2 separate regions of the Zea mays genome follow, and region 2 is linked to region 1. A link is a contact called in public Hi-C data. All regions are on one chromosome and are shown on one strand. The core of a region is the stretch at or near the end of the contact, and the rest is flanking DNA. Distances in the headings are between cores, read along the strand shown. Region 1 overlaps LOC100381974. Region 2 holds the start of LOC100191581 (IAA17-auxin-responsive Aux/IAA family member).

Region 1 (3,289 bases), core at 150-2,649:
TTTTTAATTTTTAAATTTTTGTACATACGTATTTGTCATACTCTCAAATGTATTTTACATATTTTAGTTTTATTAAACCGGTTGTTTAAAATATTCAAATAGATAGAGAGCCGTTTAGAGAAACTCTACATATAGAAGATCCAGCAGCGTTCTCTAAATTTAGAGGACCATTTAGAGGACGTTGCTGGAGGGAGTAGAGGACGTCCAAGTCCTCTAAATTTAGGGTACAGGACCCTTTAGAACTCCTTGTTGGAGCTAGTCTTATAGAATATGTATCTGGGTTGGTTGCATAATATGGATAGTTACCAAGTCTAGCTAAATCTATATTGTACTGCATCTGCATGGTTGCTTATCTCTATTGGTACATGGGTTTTATCCTTATCAAATGGGTTTTGCCATATTTGCATGGATGCCAAACTAATCTTCTAATCTAATAGGATCTTTACCATATTTATCTTCCTGAACTTCCTTGTGAATAGGGTATGTCCCTGATCATGTGGGCCGAGTCTCTGGACTCGTCGCTGAGCACATAGATCCAGCTGTCATGACCTATCTTTAACGGTTGCCCTTGAGGCTTATTTGGCCGAGTCATTAGCTAAGACAGATAAGACTATCCTTTAGAATCTTCTCGCATAGTTTGATCCTATTGTGTCTGAGTTGTTAATTCTTCTTACCGAGTGAAAAAGATAGGTGGAAAAGGTGGCTAACTGGGACGTTTTGTGGAAGTGTGCATCTAATTTTAGCGGCCAAGTGTTAAGTCTTAAGACTTGATTTTCGAAGGGCTAGATACCAAGAAGGGGCAAAGCGGCATCTGCCTTGTGATGTGTCCTTAATGACGTCCGCTGGCCAAAACAGCACTGCGAGTCACGCAACAAGCGCATGTACTTCTCAATCAATGAATGGCCGGCCCATGGGAGCGCGAGGGGCTCAGCTGAGAAGATCCTCCTCCTACCGCTTCTACCAGAGTGCAGTGACCGCCGACACAAGCAGACAGCGAGGCCATGGACCCTCCGGCGAAAACCTGTTCCCGGAGAAAAATCTGACCATAATGACCAAGACGCGAGCTGGCTGGCCACCACCACACCAATCCCCGTCGCCGTCGTCACCCCCATGCCATACCAGTGTCCGGGCACAGCACGATTTCAGAGCGGCTCACTCCGGCCTGGCACGTTCACGGGAACCGCCGCCCTGGACTCGCCACCAGTCCACCACCACCCGGCCAACCTCGTGCGGCGTGTCCGGAACGATGAGCACGCACGCATTTTCGCCGTGTCACATTCATTCCCATCTCTCTCACACACACAGGGATAGAAAATGCGTCGCGTCTGGTGGCTTGTGGCTCTCATCGGTCGGTTTAGCTGCTAGGCCCTGGCCGTCTCCTTGCGTGTGCCAGCGGTTGACACATTTCGGGCTGAGGCAAGCCGCCCGCCACGGCGCGTTCGCCGCGCGGGCCGCACCACAGTGCTTGTCCAGAGCCCCGTTCCATCAGGGTAAAAAGGAGGCCTCACATCGTAAACCATCACCACTTTGGCTGCTGCATCCAGCAGCACCTGGGGTACTTGCAACTCGGAAAAGGAACCCCCCTGGTAAAGCGGCACCACAGCTAGCTGATGCACAACGCTTCAGGCACTAAGGCCGTCTACCTGCAAAAGACGCTGAGGATTTGACGGGTTTACCGGTGCACTGCACACAGCGCACAAGTGGATCAAATCGGCCTTGCCAAAACCACAAAGCATTGCTTGGAAGTTTTAGCATGGGAGGGAGCAAAGGAACCAAGCACCGGAAGAAGGAAGAAAATAAAAAGGCACAGAAAAGCGAAGGCCCCCCAACGGATGGACACGACCCCTCCTCCTGCTGCCTCAGCTGAAAACTCGGCTTCATCATCTACTACTACTCGCAATTGCTTCGTACAGCAAAAGCCACCGCTTTACCTGATCTCACCTCTCGCGATCATGGCAGACATCTCACATCTCGTCCCCTGCCGCCATGTGCCAGGGCTGGGCTACTCCGGTGAGAGCGCTCCATCGTTGCGAGCATACCCAACATTACCATGATTGAAGCTCGCGACCCCTGCCAGTTTACCACCACAGAAAAAAGAGAACCCATACCTGGAATTTCTGCATGGGCGACCTGAAAGCCCCACTACCACCTTAGGTCCGTTGCAAAAGGGCGATGGGGCGTGACATGAAAGAACCTGAGACAAGCTAGACGGCCTTGCATGCCACGCTGACAGACCCAGGAGCAGGAAGTACTATATTGAAGTTTAAAGATCTGAGCATAGCAACCAATAATATGCACACACACAAAAAAACGAGCATCAAGATTCCAAAAGAAAGATAACCTTGACAAAAGATGCTACAAATCTTTAAATGGTACCTGACTTGATCACTGCCATCATTAACACATGAACGATCCGATCAGGAAGTAGCAATAACCATCATTGGTTCAATGATGTAGTTGTTACATCACCTTCAGAATAAAGATATGCCCTGGAGGACTGAGGTTGCGCAAACCGCACCAACGTAGAGCATCTTGTAGCCCACCCTATCACAGGCTAACAGCAGAAGTAATGACAGTGCATTGGAAGAGATATACAGTTTCTGTCAAGAAAGGTATAGTGATTGAAATAAAGACGAGCTTTCAGTTACACAAGAGAAGCGGAAACCCTCTACCAACAACAATAGCTACAAAATCTGCTGTGAAGTGTTTGGCTGCAGTGGTACAGATTCACGCCATCTGCGCTCTGCTAACCCTTCGATGTCATTTCCTGAATCTTTAATTGCGTAAGTGGCTTTCTATAAGGCCTCCGCAGTGTGACAATTCACGGCAGATAGGCTTTGTTGTCAAACGGTTACATAAATAAAGTCCTAGTCAAAAAGTGAAACGAACTCTAGCACTACAATGAAAAGGGGAGAGGAGGAGAAGGTAGCTGACTAGGGCCCAAAATTTCCTCAGCGTCAGAACACTGAGACCTTGCTCACCTCCACTTGTCTCTCAACTCCTTTTTCTCAGACCAAATCCATGTACCAATAATGGCGGCAACCAGGACTGCGATCGTGATTAGAAGCAGCGCATAGCTGAATTCGTCGGTTAGGGAATCATAGGTTCTTGACGGGGCAAGCTGGGTGTAGAATAGATCGACACCATATGTGAAAACAATAGTGGACTCCAACTTTGCAGGAATAGAAACAATGGCTCGCAGGGCCTCCACTTGATGAGAGTGCGTCACAAAGGACTGAAGGAGAAACAAAGAGAAAAAGTGTGAATCAGCTATTAGCGTAAGTTAAAT
Region 2 (3,107 bases), core at 291-2,790, 200 kb before region 1:
ATTATGATGCTTTTTAAAGGCTTCTTGATGTACTTCTTACACCATCCACATCAAAATGAAACACAATTACATACTGACGTGCCATCCGGGAGAGGAGAGTAACCCGAGACATCTCACCAGTACTGAAGCCACTGAACATCTTCTCAAGCGCAGTCGACAGGTCCTTGTAGTTCTTGTAAGTCTTGAGGTCAATCTTCCTGAGGTACGGCGCGCCATCCATGCTGACCTTGACGTACAGGAACCCCTGGTCCTGCTTGGCCTCAGCATCCTCCTTGCTGCCCTTCAGCTGGGTGGTAGACATCGTGTTCTTGCGGTAGCTTCGGATTGGTGGCCATCCCACCACCTGAGCTCTGCACAACACACCTGGGCTCAATAATCTTTACAACCACGGAACGAAGAGGTAGATCAGGAGATGCTGTACAAAACAAAGAAATTTGGCGATTTTTGGGACGAAAGTTGCAGAGTTTGAACAAGGTAATGCGAAACCAAAATGTTATGTACAAAATATAAAAAAAAACAAATCAGGGAGAGCAGAGAAAAGATGAGAAGAGCCTTTGAGCAAGCAACAAAAGTGAAAAAAAACCCAAGAAAGCTGAAGACGAATTGAAAGAGCCCATTTAGAAAAGTAGAGAATTTGGAGGAAAAGTGGGATTTTAAAAGAACATAACAAAGCTGCAACTTCAGTTTCCCTCCTCTAGGCCGCAAGACAAACCGAAATTCCCACCTAAAGAAGAGTAAAAACAAATCGGAAATACCAAGGCCAGAGAGAGAGAGAGAGAGAGAGAGAGAGAGAGAGAGAGAGAGAGAGAGAGATCCCCTAAAATACAATTCACCCCTACCCTTTTGTTTCCCTCAAAAGCACAGAATTTCCAAAGATGATTTTCTGTCACAGAACCTGCAAATGTCATGAGCTCAAAAAACCCAGCAAGATTTCCCAAACAGTAGAAAACTTGCTCCCAAACAAAGGGGCAACAATCACAATCTGCAAATCACTAGTGGCGCCAGATGAACGCACTGGCAAAGCCCAAGCTTTCCCTTTTTTTTGTTTGAGGCAGCAAACACCAAGATCCACTCCCGAATCCACCTACTTTGCGACCGGCTGCGGCGTCGCTGCAACCTTCTTGTCGTCCTCCTCTTCCGCTACCTTCTTTCCCTTCCCGGAAGCTGCACCGGGCGATGGCGTCGGCGCCTCGTCAGAAAACCCGCGCTTGGCGCCCTTAGCCGGGAGCAGGTCCAGGGTGGTTGCGGTGGCAGCCACAACACGGCGGTCCGGCGAACCGGACCCCGGCAGACCAAGGCGGAGCTCGGTACCCTTCAGGTCGTCGTGGGCAGCGGCGGCAGCCGCCGCCGGCGAGAGGCCTATGTAGTCGAGGTCGAGTGGGGGCGACATGGGGAGCAGCAGGACATGAACCGGAGGACGGGGGAGGTGAGGAGTGGCTGTTTGTGTGTGATGGGTAGGGTAGCCGGTAGGGGGGGAGTGGGAGCCTGAGAGTGGAAAGGGAGAGTGGGAGTGGGAGTCGAAGCGAAGAGTGGTTTGTTTGAGGGGGAGAATTCAATCTATACTATTTTTAAAAGGGGAAATTTGGATTCATACCATTAAAAGATCACCACTTTGGATTCATACCATTACTATCTCACTTACATGTGAGTCCACATGAGTCAATGACATGTGGGATCCATGGTATATATCTAAAGTTTGAATCTTTTAATGGTATAGATCAAATTGTTCCTTTTAAAAGAGATAGAGTTCAAACAATAACACCATTAAAAAAATAGAATGTTAATTCATTTCTTTCATCGTTCTAACCAAAATTTGACACTAAATTTAACGTGCTTGTACTGGTTTGTCCCTCAATATACAAACCTAGTCACATGTCCGGGTGAAGGGACACAAAAAAATTTGATCTAGACATCTCATCAAATAATATAATATAATTAAAAAATAAAATATTAAAACATAATAAAATACAGATAGCAATTATAACTTAGGAAATTCTATCACATAAAGGTCAACATAATATTTGAGATACATCTAATCTAAACATCTTCTAGACAGTAATCAAGCATCTCCACATCATAATAGTATGGTCTGGAAAATATTTAAGGGTATATTTGGTTTAGGTTTTAGTGTTGGGACCATAATTAGAGGTAACCCCAACACTCCTAAACTCGGTTGGTAATCACCATCAGCACAAGCTGCAGAGCCTGATGGGCGCAATTCAGGTCAAGGCTCCGTCCACTCAAGGGACGCGATCTCGCCTCACTCGAGCCCAGCCTCGGGCAGAAACAGTAGACCCTGGCGGATTCACGCCTCGCTCGAGGGCCTCCTCAAGCAACAGGCGCACCCTCGACTCGCCCGAGGCCTAGCTCGGGCAGGCTTCGCACTGAAGCAACCTTGGCCAGATCACCTCGCCAACCGACCGTATCGCAGGAGCATTCAATGCAAGGATCGCCTGACACCTTATCCTGACGCACGTTCCTCAGTCGGCAGGGCCGAAGTGACCGCAGTCACTTCGCCCCTCCACTGACTGACCTGACAGAAAAACAGTGTCGCCTGCCCCGCTCCGACTGCTGTGTCACCCGCTAGGGTGAGGCTAACTGAAAGGGAAATATGCCCTTGGGCCATTTCTAAGTATTTTGGTGATTTAGTGTCTAACACAAGTGCTTAAATGTAAAATGGTGGACAAAGTACAAACCAAGGATAAAGGTATGTTTCTCAGACTTAGTACATTATTTTAGTGACTAATGTATTGTGTCTAAGTGTTGGAAACAGGAAAAAGCAAATTGAAAATGCATTGGCTCGAGCAGCCAAGTTTCAGCTCAGTCTGGAGCACCGGACTGTCCGGTGCGCCAGGCTGGCTTGAGCGAACTGGCCGCTCTCGGGAATCCACCGGCGACGTACGGCTATAATTCACCGGACTGTCCGGTGTGCACCGGACAGTCCGGTGAGCCAACGGTCGGCCGCGCAATCTGCGCGGGACACGTGGCCGAGCCAACGGCTAGAAGAAGGCACCAGACTGTCCGGTGCGCCAACGGCTCTCTGGCTGCCAACAGTCGACTGCGCCATTTTTGGAAGGAAATCGGGCACCGGACAGTGTCCGGTGTGC

What was found. A called contact is a pair of places that touch in the nucleus more often than the background predicts.
Region 2: a contact with region 1 is called in a Hi-C map of leaf, with 8 times the contacts expected there. The contact joins the promoter of LOC100191581 here to the enhancer-like site in region 1. A contact is called at or near these places in 18 of 25 Hi-C or Micro-C datasets (bundle sheath, ear, endosperm and 6 more) and 2 of 3 datasets of contacts at active chromatin or transcription factors (leaf and seedling).

What each region holds. Positions count from the first base shown.
Region 1 is chr6:143,892,776-143,896,064 of Zm-B73-REFERENCE-NAM-5.0, reverse strand. LOC100381974 reads right to left here. Exons shown (of 12, transcript NM_001361565.1): 12 at 2,603-3,235. The coding sequence ends at 2,978. Among protein-coding and RNA genes, the nearest start is that of LOC100381974, 30 kb to the right of the region's middle. Within about 2 kb of position 1,399, at least 20 of the 20 cell types and tissues checked have an H3K27ac peak or open chromatin away from gene starts, as enhancers often do. A contact at or near this core is called in bundle sheath, ear, endosperm and 5 more, where this site is marked.
Region 2 is chr6:144,095,690-144,098,796 of Zm-B73-REFERENCE-NAM-5.0, reverse strand. It overlaps LOC100191581 (IAA17-auxin-responsive Aux/IAA family member), which reads right to left and starts at 1,540. Exons shown (of 5, transcript NM_001137011.2): 1 at 1,089-1,540; 2 at 118-350. The coding sequence starts at 1,390.